2 separate regions of the Mus musculus genome follow, and region 1 is linked to region 2. A link is a contact called in public Hi-C data. All regions are on one chromosome and are shown on one strand. The core of a region is the stretch at or near the end of the contact, and the rest is flanking DNA. Distances in the headings are between cores, read along the strand shown.

Region 1 (6,075 bases), core at 2,005-4,504, 5.3 Mb before region 2:
GATAGAGAGATTGTTATTTGTATCCAGTGTGTTACTTTTGAGAAACTTTCCTTATTGATAGTGATGCTTCTGTCGTTCAGTTTATCCCCCTCTCATTTTAAAACGGAAAAATAGAAATATTTTGTTTTTCTGGTGTTTATCGTTGTTGCATTACATGAATATCGCTAACATCGTCAGGACTTTGTTCCTGATAATAAAACCATCCGCAGAAGCTGGGACCTCACCTTTCTTTCAACTTTTGACAGTAAATACCTGGGCACAGGACTTCAAAGCAAACACAGATTCCCCCTCCCCCTTAATATTTAAGAATTAAAAGATGATGAGAAATAAGGACAAAAGCCAAGAGGAGGACAGTTCGCTACACAGCAATGCATCGAGGTATGAGCTATCAACTTTCTTTCTTTCTTTCTTTTTTTTTTTTTTTCGGGAAACCTCAGCTTACACTTGTTTACTTTGACAGACATGGATTGCTGTCTGTATTTCAAGAATTTTCTAACTTGGGTTGGTTTTTAAAGCGTGACCTTGAGATTGCTAACATGCCACACCCTGATTTTTTGGTATCAATTTATGAAAGTTGAGTTGTGACTTAAGGCCTCTTACAGCATTCAGAAGGTAATGTACTTTTCTCCGGAGGGGCCTTTCCTAGAAACTGTAGTTTTTCTGTCAGTAAATTTTCAGGTTTTAGGTTTTCATGCTGCAGAAAAATGACCTTGTCTGTTTAGCCATTGCTGCATTGCACCATTTTACATACAAGGCAAATTTTTTTCTTTGAAGAATCTGGGATATTCAAACTTGTAACCGAGGGCCATAGAGCAGCCTGGTAGTAGTAAATTATAGTAAATAGACATTTGAGAAAGTTATATGAATGAAAAAATGTACATTTAAAAACACAATCACAAATAGGACCCCTTGACTGATGCCTTTCAGTTTATATTTTTGATTGTTTCTTTTGATACACGTGACAATTAAAATTTTTTTTATGACTTATCAAAACCTTAATAAATAGTTCCTGAGATCATTAAATCTGTAACCACAAAAATTTTGGAATGCTATTAATACTTAAGCTTTGTGTTTGTTACTATGGCAATGTAATTGTATTTTTTATGCTTAAAATATTACAAGGTTTATGTTTGTGTATATTAAGACAGTTCTTTCTGGTTGATAATAATTGTATTTTATTTTATCCTTATGTTTTAGTTGGTGCTGCTTTAAATGTATCCATTTATTTTGACAGTGTCCTGTAATGCTTTCTCTTCTGAAGCTTTTTAATGTGCTGTTTGTTTAAATCATGATTTCTCCTTCATTCTTTGAAGTAGCTTATCAGTGGCTGAAGTAATAAAGCATATAAGATATTTTTTGTTGTATGACTGTATCTTTATGTTAATTTAAAAATGTGAATGCATTTCTGGATGTGTTCTTAAGAATTGTCATGTCATAGTTTTAAAATCATGCAGCTAACAAGAATGTGATTGGTATATGATCCAATTTTGATTTTACTTTATAATTTTACATAAAATTCTTGTTTAAATTAGCTTTTAAATTTTGAAGTGTGGAATATAGTTTTTTACAAATTGATGAGTTTACTCTTTACTAAAAATATTTTGAGCCTTGCGTTAAAAAATACATTTCCAAATTTCTATACAAATTGAGTAGTTACAATTTTGGATCTCTTTTAAGTTGCTTTTGTCATTACTGGGTCAAGGACAGAAAGCTTCTAATGCAAGACGAATTCTCTGGAAAGCCACAGTGTGAAGGCATAGGAAGCTTCAATGCATTTGACAGTCAGGAAAGACCCAGAGTTAGACTTGTTACCCCCTTGAGTATATGATTTGCATATTCTCACCAGGGTTTTGGCTTTCTTATGCAAGGTTTTTTGTTTCATTGATCAGACTGCTCTAACTCTTGAAGTGATGTCTTTGAATAAACTTAGTATTATTTGGGTAATAACTTGGGCATTGTGATGCATTTAATTCCTTTAGTCAAAACAAGAAGCAGGTTTTTACTGTTTTTGCCAAGTATACTTTAAATCATATATTTGATGAATGTCCAGAATACTCCAGACTTGTTGAAGATGGAGTTACTTTTAAATTACTGTTACTCTTAAGTTATATACATTATTAATGCATGTATACAGTTATGACATCACTTCCTTTAAAGATTGTAAAGTTTAAAGAATGTTTGTGTTTTGTGTGATGATATTTCTCCGGAGTTGAAATTTATGTTGCCCTTGTGTAGCTAGGTGTTCCTGTGTCATCCAGTAGGTTGACACTGTAGAGAATTAATTTTTGAAAAAATAGTGTTTAGGGAACACAACTAAAACCACCACCTTTGCAGCCTGATACTGCAGGGATTGAAAGGAATTGCTTTCAGATCAAATACACTTGAGAGACTGCGATCAGCAAAAGTTTTAAGTTTTCCTGTTTTTGAAACAAGCACTATACTTTTAAAATAGTGATTATGTGTATTGCATTTTTTAAAGTTAATGCAGAAGTCTAATGTGCTTTGTATATCACGATTTTTGGAGATAAGTTTTTACTTTTTAAGAATGCAATTTTAAACAGTTCATATTTGTAAATTTTTAAATACAGTAGTCTTAGTGATGGACATAAAAAGTATGCCAAACACTTAAGTTATATCCAGGAACGGAAGGAAACCAGGGGGGAAGGAATGCACATGTTCTAGCACATGGCATTTCTAAATTGAAAATTAAATATCTATCTAAAAATTGTCTTGCCTTTGAGCCATATTTTGGTATCCAGAGGTGTGGGTAAATCTTAACGTTTTTCGCTAGCCTTGTAAGGCAGGGATGATTAGAAAAGGCATGAGCAGTGTTTGTGTACTGGGACAGGCAGTTTTAAGTGGCAGCCATTTTATGACGCTGATAATAATACTTTTAAAAAATCGAATTTTTAAGAACGCTGAAAACAAACCTAATATCAGAACATCCTTTTCCCCACGTTCCCATAAGTACTCTGATGATGAAATAAAAGGCAGCTCGGTAGTTGGCGCAGGCAGCAGTTCTCGGAGGCCCTGGCATCTTGGTGCAAGTCCAGCTCAGTCACAAAATGGCTGTTCCTTTGTGCCGCAGCGCTGACAGACATACTGCATTGCACTGTGTACTCGCCAAACAGCAGGAAGTTGCTGTGCGGAGTTCAAAGGCCGGCCGGCGCTTGCGGCGAGTGCTGATTGGCTGTGTGAGCGCCTGGTAACAGCAGGGTCAACGGTGGCGCCGTCGGGCTGGTCCCGCCCCTTGACGTCAGACGGAGTGGGCGGGAGAACGCGGTGACGCGTGGCCTCGTGCGTCGGTCTGCTGCTTCCTCTATGGGCTCGGCTAGCGCCGGGGGCGGGGCAGAGGAAGGGAATTTTGGTCGGGACTTTCCGGTGGGCGGCTTCTTTCCGGACCGATTTGGATCCTTGCTGTCTTTAGGCCTGGCGTGTTGTGGTCCACACCACACCCTAGTGTGTTCCCGAGCCCGTCCTTGGAATGTTTATCCTCTTTTGGAGAAAAGACACAGTAATCGTAAATCTCCAAGTAGTAGTACGCTAGGTCTTTTTATTTACAGTTTCGCCTTAAAAAAAATTTTTTTTTAATGTTCCGGTGCGTTTTCTCCCGTTTAGTCCCTCGTTCTGTGTAAGGAGATTAGTGAGTTTCATTTTGTTCCCATTGGTTGAAAGCAGTTCAGTGTGAGTGTAATGTTTTTAATTCAATGGCCTTAACGGGTGTTTAAGCTCTGTCATACATGGCTCATAAACCAAGGGAAGAACATTTGAGCTTGTCCCCGTGCATTTTCACTTGGTATCAAACATTTTCTCAATTGACATTTGAGGAAGAAAAACTCAGGTCAGTATCTCTAGTGGTTTGTAAGAATCGCAGTGGGGTAGTTAAAGAAATGTTCTAGGGACGTTTACTTATATTATAACTACAAGTATCAGTGCATTAGGCAATACAAAACTGTTCAGTGTCCGCAAACTACTAAAGTGTTAGGGGCACTGGCTAAGACTCAACCTTAATTGGTAGTAGAAATTACTTGGTAAGGTCTTGAAATGCCTTGGCTGTAGTCTCCCTTTAGTTCATTTCTGGTAAACTTCTGTGTGGCTGCTCATTTCCTGCCTTGTTTGGGGTCCCTTGTAAGAATTTATTTTTAAAAATAGTTTACCAACTATGGCTCCAAATTAACTCATGAATAATGAATTTGACCTCGAAGAAAAAGCAGTGTTAGTACATCTCTTTGTTTACTTAAATATTCTTCATTCCAGTATAGTTTAGAACTATTAAACTATTCCTTAGGAGACACCATTAGCAATTCAGTAGATTATACTTTAAATATGGGCAACAGAGTGTGGTGGCATGTACCTTTCACGCAGTAAGTGGCAGAGGGAGGCAGACCTGTGAGTTCAAAGCCAGTCTGTCTGGTCTGCAAACAGCTCCAGGACAACCAGGGCTATACAGTGAAGACAGTTTTAAAAATGGTATGGGCTTCAATGTACCTAGAAATGTTTTTATGGGTGTTTATGAAAGGACCAATTCCCTGTAATGGATTTTATAGATTTTCCTTAATCTTGGTTGTTTAGGCGAAATTCTTAGTAAATTAGGGATTTTAAGATTGTTACGCAAAAGAACTACGCAGAAAAATTTATTCATGGCTATTGTGCACAAAATGCTTAATGTCCTTAGAGATCTATGTTTTGTAAAGTGATTCTGTATTTCCTGGTTTCAATACATTTTAAAGGGATTACTAAATAACAGCAACAAAAATAAAAGTATGTTGACACTAGAAGGAAGGTAGTAATTCCATCTTGCATTTTGGTGTATTAGAATTAAATTATATTAGTATTAGGTTTTAGTGTTTGCTTGTAGCCAACATTGCATTGTGTTTATGAGAGAGAATAAACAGCTTTATGGAAGATATCTTCAGCCTAGGTACTGCACTGAACAGGTTTGTGTGTATTATCATCACTGGTCTGCTGATTTAGGAGCTGATTCCAAGTGGAGCCAGTGAATGTAGCAAAATATTACTTTAGGTCTGCCCTTTGACCCTTTTTTTTTTTTTTAACACCCTGCGTAAATACGTCAGGATATGCCAAGAAATGTGTGTGTGATTTGACTAATAAAATTTGGACTTTGGTGAGCTTTGGTGACACTTGACTTTAGTTCCAGCTTCTCAGGAGGCAAAGGTAGGCAGATATCTGAGTTTGAGGACAGCCTGGTCTACCGAGGGAGTTCCAGGACATTGAAAAGCCCTGTCTTGAAGAACCAAAACAAGTCCCGGCAAAACAAAACAAAACCCTTGTACTTTGTAATGTTTTTTTGGGCTCTATTATAGATTAAGTCAGTGGGGGTTGGGAGAGGTGGCTAACTTGATAGTCTGTATGAAGCCCCTGGGTTTGAGTCCTAATTTCCCACACTGGCTGTGACATACCTGAAATGTTTGTATCTGGTTGGGATGTGGATCCTGGAGAATAAGAAGTTCAAGGCCATCCTCAGCTGTGTAGAGTTTCAGACTGGGCCTCCATACCTGAGATTCCAAACTCAGATACAAAGGTGCAGTTAATAGAGGTTTGCAAACAATATTTGATATGTTTTGCAAGCTAATTGTTTGAGGACTAAATGTATAATTTTATTTGAACTGTGCATACTTTACTGCGGTGTTCAGCCCAGCTGTCTAACTTGGCACCACATAGTTACTAAGATCACCTGAGGTCCACATTCATACCATCTCAAAATTTGGCAGCTACTACTGAAGATCTTTAGTGCTTTAGCTTTGCCTGACTACTTTAGAGCTCCTTTCTTGAGTTGTAAAGCTTTCTTGAGGAGCATTACTTGAACAAAGAAACTGTTTAAACACTTGCCCTACACCCAAGTTAGAGTTACTTTTGCATACCAATAGAAACCACTTGTAGCTTGCTTATCTTCAGTGATTGTCACGCTGCTGTGTATTACCTCATCCTTTCCAGCATGATCAGGCAGTCTCTCCAATGGTACCAACTATTACTTGTTTTGGAACTTTAAAGACATTATTAAGGGGAAAAAGAAAAGCCAGACTAAAACTATTTGACCCAAGCATCAAATGCCCT
Region 2 (6,526 bases), core at 2,563-5,062:
TGAGTGTTGGTTATATAAATACAGGGTTTCTAATTCTCTCGCAGATAACTTTAGAAACTTAGCTATTGCCAGAATCTGCTAAATCTTCCTACCTTGCAGTGATAGTTCTGATATAAGAATGTTTCAGCTCCTAATTGCTGTGTGTGTGTGTGTGTATGTGTGTGTGTATGTGTGTGTATGTGTGTGTGTGTATGTGTGTGTGTGCGTGTATGTGTGTGTATGTGTGTGTGTGTATGTGTGTGTGTATGTGTGTGTGTATGTGTGTGTGTATGTGTGTGTGTGTATGTGTGTGTGTGTATGTGTGTGTGTATGTATGTGTGTGTATGTGTGTGTGTATGTGTGTGTGTGTGTGTGTATGTGTGTGTCTTGTCCTGGGTGTATGACAAAGCTCCTCTCCCTTTCCAGTAAAGCTTGGTTATTGCATGCTGTAAGTTCACGTTTCTGGGGTGCACGCTTAGCCGCCCAGGGAAGGACATTGGATGTCTTGCTCTATCAATCAGTCTTCGCTCTATTCCAGCCTCTCGATGGTTCTGAAGCTAGGCAGATGGACAGCAGTCATTCAAAATGATCCATGTTTGCACCCTCCAGTGCTGAGATTACAGGCATGTGCACAGCCACATTCAGCTTTCACGCGGGCACCGGGGTGCCGGGGTGTGCTTCAGATCTGTATGATACCAGTGCAGCAAGCGCTCTCCCCTGTAAGCCCTCCCTCCAGCCTCTAACTGCTTTTAATATGAAGGTCTTTAAGTCTTGTAACCTGAATAACAGTGCAGATGAACAGCATAAAACCATTTTTCCCCTGAGAAGAGCCAGCAAGAGGACCAAGCAGGTAAAAATGCTTGCTGAGAGTGCCTGGTGACCAGAGGTCAAGTTCTGGATCTAACTCTCAAAAGTTGTCCTCTGACCTTCACATGTGTGCCCTGGCATGTGCACACATGTGCCCTGGCATGTTCACACATGTGTGCCCTGGCATGTGCACACATGTGCCCTGGCATGTGCACACTGGCATTCACAAACGCACATAATACATACACACAGAAAATAAACTTTTAACTCAGCTTATTAAAAACAATGAATTTATGAAATTCTTAGGCAAATGGATGGAACTAGAAAGCATCATCCCAAGTGAGTTAATCCAATCACAAAAGAACACACATGGTATGCACTCACTGATAAGTGGATATTAATTAGCCCAGAAGCTTGGAATACCCAAGATCCAATTCACAGACCACATGAAACTCAAGAAGAAGGAAGATCAAAGTGCAGATACTTCGATCCTTCTTAGAAGGGGAAACAAAATACCCATGAAAGGAGTTACAGATACAAAGTGTAGAGCAGAGACTAAAAGAATGGTGGTCCAGAGACTGCCCCACCTGAGGATCCATCCCATATACAATCGCCAAACCCAGATACTCTTGTGGATACCAACAAGTGTTTACTGACGGAAGCCTGTTACTGCCATCTCCAGAGAGGATCCACCAGTGCCTGACAAATACAGAGGTGGATCCTCGCAGCCAACCATAGGACAGAGCACAGGGTCCCCAATGAAGGAGCTAGAGAAAGGACCCAAGGAGCTGAAGGGGTTGCAGCCCCATAGGAGGAACAACAATATGAACTAACCACTACCCCCAGAGCTCCCAGGGACTAAATCACCAACCAAAGAGTACACATGGAGGGACGCACGGCTCCAGCTGCATATGTAGCAGAGGGCGGCCTAGTCAATGGGAGGAAAGGCCCATGGTCCTGTGAAGGCTCTATGCCCCAGTGTAGGGGAATGCCAGGGCCAGGAAGCAGGTGTGAGTGGGTTGGTGAGCAGGCTGTGGGGGGAAGGGATAGGGGATTTTCGGAGGGGAAACCAAGAAAGAGGACAACATTTGAAATATAAATAAAGTAAATATCTAATAAAAAAATCCAATAACAAAGAAAAATAAACTTTAAAAAATATATTATTTGAGACTGTAGCATTCTGTTCCTTTAACATTCAAGGAAGTGTCATATTCAGTGACATATATGGAATCCCTGAGAAGGAGGACAGAGAACAGGAAATAGCATCTCCAGTAGCTACTTCTATATGAATAGAAAGGCCTCCCGGTCACAGCTGCTACAAGTGCAAGTTCCTCACCCATGAGACATGGAGCCACTTGGTCCCAGCTGGTCACCTGTGAGGTTACTATTTGTCTGGGCTTTGCTGGAAAGGGAGAGGGGGTTTGTCATACCCACAGGACAAGACAGAAAGCCTGAGTCTGTATATATGTATGTGTATATACACACACACACACACACGGTTGTGTGTATATATACATACATATGGTAGAGAATAAAGTTTATTTAGGGCATGGGAAGTAGAATTGGGAGGAGAGTAGAGGCAGAGAGAAAGGAGAGAGACAAGAGGAGTAGAGGCTTGCCAAGACCATGTAGAGAGAGGGGGGAGAGGAATAGGGGGAGAAAGGACAGAGAGGAATAAGGTAAGAGGGAAAGAGAGTAAGAGAGCAACAGAGTAAGAGCAGAAAACCCCAGTCTTAACATTCTGAGTTTAATCACTAAAAACATGAAAATACCCTAGTATCAGTAAGACGGAGCGTGTGCGTGTGTGCATGTGTGTGTGTGCATGTGCGTGTGTGCGTGTGCGCGTGCGCGCGCGCGCGCGCGTGTGTGTGTGTGTGTGTGTGTGTGTGTGTGTGGCAGTCCTGAAGACGGAAAAGGAGCCCTGTGGTAGGACAATTGCTCAGCGTGGAACTAGAACCACATATCTCCCAGGACCCAAAGGACAAAGAAAAATAACCTCTCACCACTGTGATGCATTCATTGTATGCCAATAGATGACAGTTCTCAGACCCAACCAAACATCAGGGCTCTCCTAGTGACTTCAGGCACTTCTATACAAAAACCACATCCCCTACGGGTCTTCACCTGTTACATTTTAAATAAACTTCTGAAGAGGAACAAATGGCTTTCTAGCCTGCATGTGAGTTTCGTGAAGAGCAAGTGGGTAGAGAGGAAGGAACCCAGAGTCTCAGTGAGGAAGCCGGGTTATGGACTCAGCTGCAGCCCCACTGCTCAAGAACTTGGCTCATCGTTCTGATGGGCAGCCCCTGAGAATAGGTGGAGTTTGTATTAGTCGGGGTTCTCTAGAGTCACAAAACTTACTGGAATGACTAACAGTCTGCAGTCCAACTAACCCAACAATGGGCAGCTGTGAATAGGAAGTCCAAGAATCTAGAAGTCGCTCAGTCCCATGAGGCTAAGTGTCTCAGCTGGTCTTCTGTACAAGCTGGAATCCTGAAGAAGGTTCCAACAGATGTGCTGGCCAGCAAGTGCAAACTGGCGAAGAATAAACCCTTCCTTCTTCCATTGTCCTTCTGTAGGCCTCCAGCAGAAGGTGTGGCCCAGATTAAAGATGTGTACCACCAGGCCTGGACCTAAGCTTTTTTTTTTTTTTTTTTTTTAATTCAGAGATCCACTTGCCTCTGTCTCCTGGAATTAAAGGCGTGTACCACCTTGCCTGAGCCTAGCCCATCATGGCCACTGTTCCTCAAGATCTGGATCAAAGACCTGTCTCTTCCAGTTCCAAGATCTGGATCACAGGTGTGCCCTCTGTTTTTGGATTGCAGCTCATTCCGGGTGGAGTTGACAAGCAGGAACAGCCATCGCAGAGTTCAACAGGCTCCTCTGACCTGAGAGGATTTGCTAAGGGGAAACATCTGCTTCTCAACAACTGGAAGCGCACCTCGATAACTGCCTTTTACAGAGTGCCAGACTTGTGTGTCTAAATTAAGGCTGAGAAGTACAGGAAGCAGAATGCTGATGCTTGCATGGAGTTACTGTTACTGTGTTACTGTGACGGAATAGAAAGGAAACATGATATCTTGTGGGGGTTTTTTGGATAAACAATGTTTCTAAAGTATGAGAGGATGGGGGAAGGGTAGTGGTGTGTTTTCACGTGATCACATCAAAGTCCTGGTGAAACCTCACACTGGCAGAGGGACCCAGTTTCCAAAGGGCTTTTACGCGTACAACTTGTGTGAAATGTGTATCAACCCCACAGAGTCCATAAAGCACAGTGCACTGACCGTTTGTCCAGTGAGGGAAAAGAGATTCAAAGGTTAATTAGTAATGAAGTAAAAACTCAAATCCAGACCTTGAGATTTCCTGCAGAGCTCTGATGACTCGCCTCCCACCATTTTAAAGCTTTTTATTTTGTAGGTATTAAGTATTCGCCTACATCTATACCTGATGTCCACAGAGGCCAGAAGAGGGCATGAGAACCGCTGGGACTTGGGTTACAGATAGTTACGAGTCAGGCCAGGTGCTAGGAGTCAAACCCAGGCCCTCTGCATCAGCAGTGGTTAGTCTCAACAGTCGAGCTAGCTCACCAGGTCTCCCTACTAATTAATATTGAATCAACCACTCACTTTAAATGTCAGTTCATGGCGGCCCTAGTTCTGAGGATGCTGAACTTGCAAACTATTCATAGAAACACTGGTCACAAAAGACCAAAGCAAAAGGCAACTCCAGCGTCCACTGGCAGAGGAGAGGTGCTCTACACACACAGCATGGGATGTAGTTCAGCTTTAAAAGGGAAGGGAATTTAGGGGCAACTGACGTGAACAGAACTTGAGGCCACTGCACTGAGGGCAATAAGCCAGTCATAAAAGAAAAAAGGAATATTCTACTTCCATTTTCATGGGCTACCTACACTAGTGCAAGTTCTTCAGCTACACTGCCGCTGCCTTCAGACACAGCAGAAGAGGGCATCAGATCTCATTACAGATGGTTGTGAGCCACCACCTGTTGCTGGGATTTGAACTCAGGACCTCTGGAAAAACCAGTCAGTGCTCTTAACCACTGAGCCAGTAAATGAACTTCACCAGGCGTGGCCTTTAATCCCAGCAATCCGGAGGCAGGTGGGTCTCTGAGTTCAAGGACAGTTTAGTCTACAGAATGAGTTCTAGGCCAGGCAGGGCTTATTACACAGAGAAACATTGTTGCAGGCAGGGGAGGGGGTTGGACGGAGTATCTGGCCTCTGCCTTCAAGTTTAGTTTTTAATGGGAATCACAATACATCTCCATAATTATTTCAGATAGTTTCATTGTGGTTACCATTTGGCCATGTACAGTTGTGGGACTGTAAGCACATCTGTACCACTGTGCCGTCCTCACTACTCCTCCCCCATCTCAGACCGAAAGAGCACCCTCCACATTCCGGATTCTAACACTTCTCCAGCGCCCTGCAGCCAGTACACGCCCCAGCTCCGGAGTTTGACTATTAAGGTACAGTCGTCCAAGTGGGACCACCCAGCCTTTGCCATTTGCAGCTGACTCGTTTCATTAAGCACACTGGCTTCAGAGTTCATCCCTGTTGTAGCTGCACTTCTTCATTCACAGCCCAATGAAGACCTTTGTTGAGAACATTTTGTCACAAAGGGCACTTCAGTTGTTCTCCATCTCTTACATATGAAACATGTTACTTGGAGGTACAAACACTGTCCAAGTTCCTGCTTGTGGTCCTCCAGTCTGTACATCCAGAAGAGGAATTACTGGACCATATGGTAATTCTGTTTAATTGTTTTCAAAACTTCCATAGCAGGCTTTTTCCTCCCTTCCTTTCTTCCTCTCTGGTAGCAGTAGTGAAGACTGAAGCCCAGAACTCTGGCATACTAGACAAGCACTCTGCCACAGAACTACAGCGCTTACCTCTCCACATCAGGCTGTAAAGATTTTACACTCCTGTCAACAAGACACAAGAATTCCAGTTTCCCCCCATCCTCAGCTACACTTGTATTGTCTGTCTTGTTGGTGTTTTATGGTAGCCACCCAGTGGGGCGGAGGGGATAGCAGCCTGTGGTTTCCACTTGTGCTTTCCTGATGGCTGGTAACGTAGAGAGAGCATCATGTTTCCGGTGCTCACCAGTACATCTTCTTTGGGAAATGTCCTCTCAGGTCTTTTGCCAATATATTCTTAGTATTTGACGTCAACTTTGAGAATGTTGCAAGAAATGGCAAGAAGAGAGAAACGGATGTGTGGAAAGAATGCTTACTGGTTCATCCAGAGCACACTGTGGTAAGTAAGGGCCAGAGTCAGAGACATTTCACAAAGTTCAGGCAAGCGCAGAGACAGCTTAGAGCAGAGATGGCGGTGAAGGTGACAAGACAGATGACACATGTGAGCCAGGTTTTGGCACGCTGATGTACTTTAATCCTTCTTTCCAAAAAGGCCAATGAAATTCACTGGGCAGCGTTCAATTGTGGTGGCTTCATGAACTAACCCAGGAAGCAGCCTAAGTCAATCATGGTTCTAGCGTTACCAGAAAGTCAAGGAGCATACCAACAGAAAACTAGGATGTCCAATCCTCTAAATTATGAAATATCTTACTGGGCTGGTGAGATGGCTCAGTGGGTAAGAGCACCCAACTGCTTTTCCAAAGGTCCGAAGTTCAAATCCCAGCAACCACATGGTGGCTCACAACCACCCGTAATGAGATCTGACGCCCTCTTCTGGAGTGTCTGAAGACAGCTACAGTGTACT

What was found. Hi-C and Micro-C count contacts between places; a contact is called where the count stands out from the background.
Region 1: a contact with region 2 is called in a Hi-C map of CD8 T cells, with 4 times the contacts expected there. The contact joins two enhancer-like sites. A contact is called at or near these places in 1 of 484 Hi-C or Micro-C datasets (CD8 T cells) and 1 of 115 datasets of contacts at active chromatin or transcription factors (embryonic stem cells).

The regions. Positions count from the first base shown.
Region 1 is chr7:73,535,075-73,541,149 of GRCm38.p6, reverse strand. It overlaps Chd2 (chromodomain helicase DNA binding protein 2), which reads left to right. Exons shown (of 39, transcript NM_001081345.2): 2 at 246-378. The coding sequence starts at 317. Chaserr (CHD2 adjacent suppressive regulatory RNA) reads left to right here. Exons shown (of 5, transcript NR_037569.1): 5 at 1-1,352. Among named protein-coding and RNA genes, the nearest start is that of Chd2, 3.6 kb to the left of the region's middle. Within about 2 kb of position 3,254, at least 407 of the 459 cell types and tissues checked have an H3K27ac peak or open chromatin away from gene starts, as enhancers often do. A contact at or near this core is called in CD8 T cells, where this site is marked.
Region 2 is chr7:68,283,412-68,289,937 of GRCm38.p6, reverse strand. All of the region lies in intron 1 of Fam169b (family with sequence similarity 169, member B), which reads right to left. Among named protein-coding and RNA genes, the nearest start is that of Gm16157, 10 kb to the right of the region's middle. Within about 2 kb of position 3,812, at least 72 of the 459 cell types and tissues checked have an H3K27ac peak or open chromatin away from gene starts, as enhancers often do. A contact at or near this core is called in CD8 T cells, where this site is marked.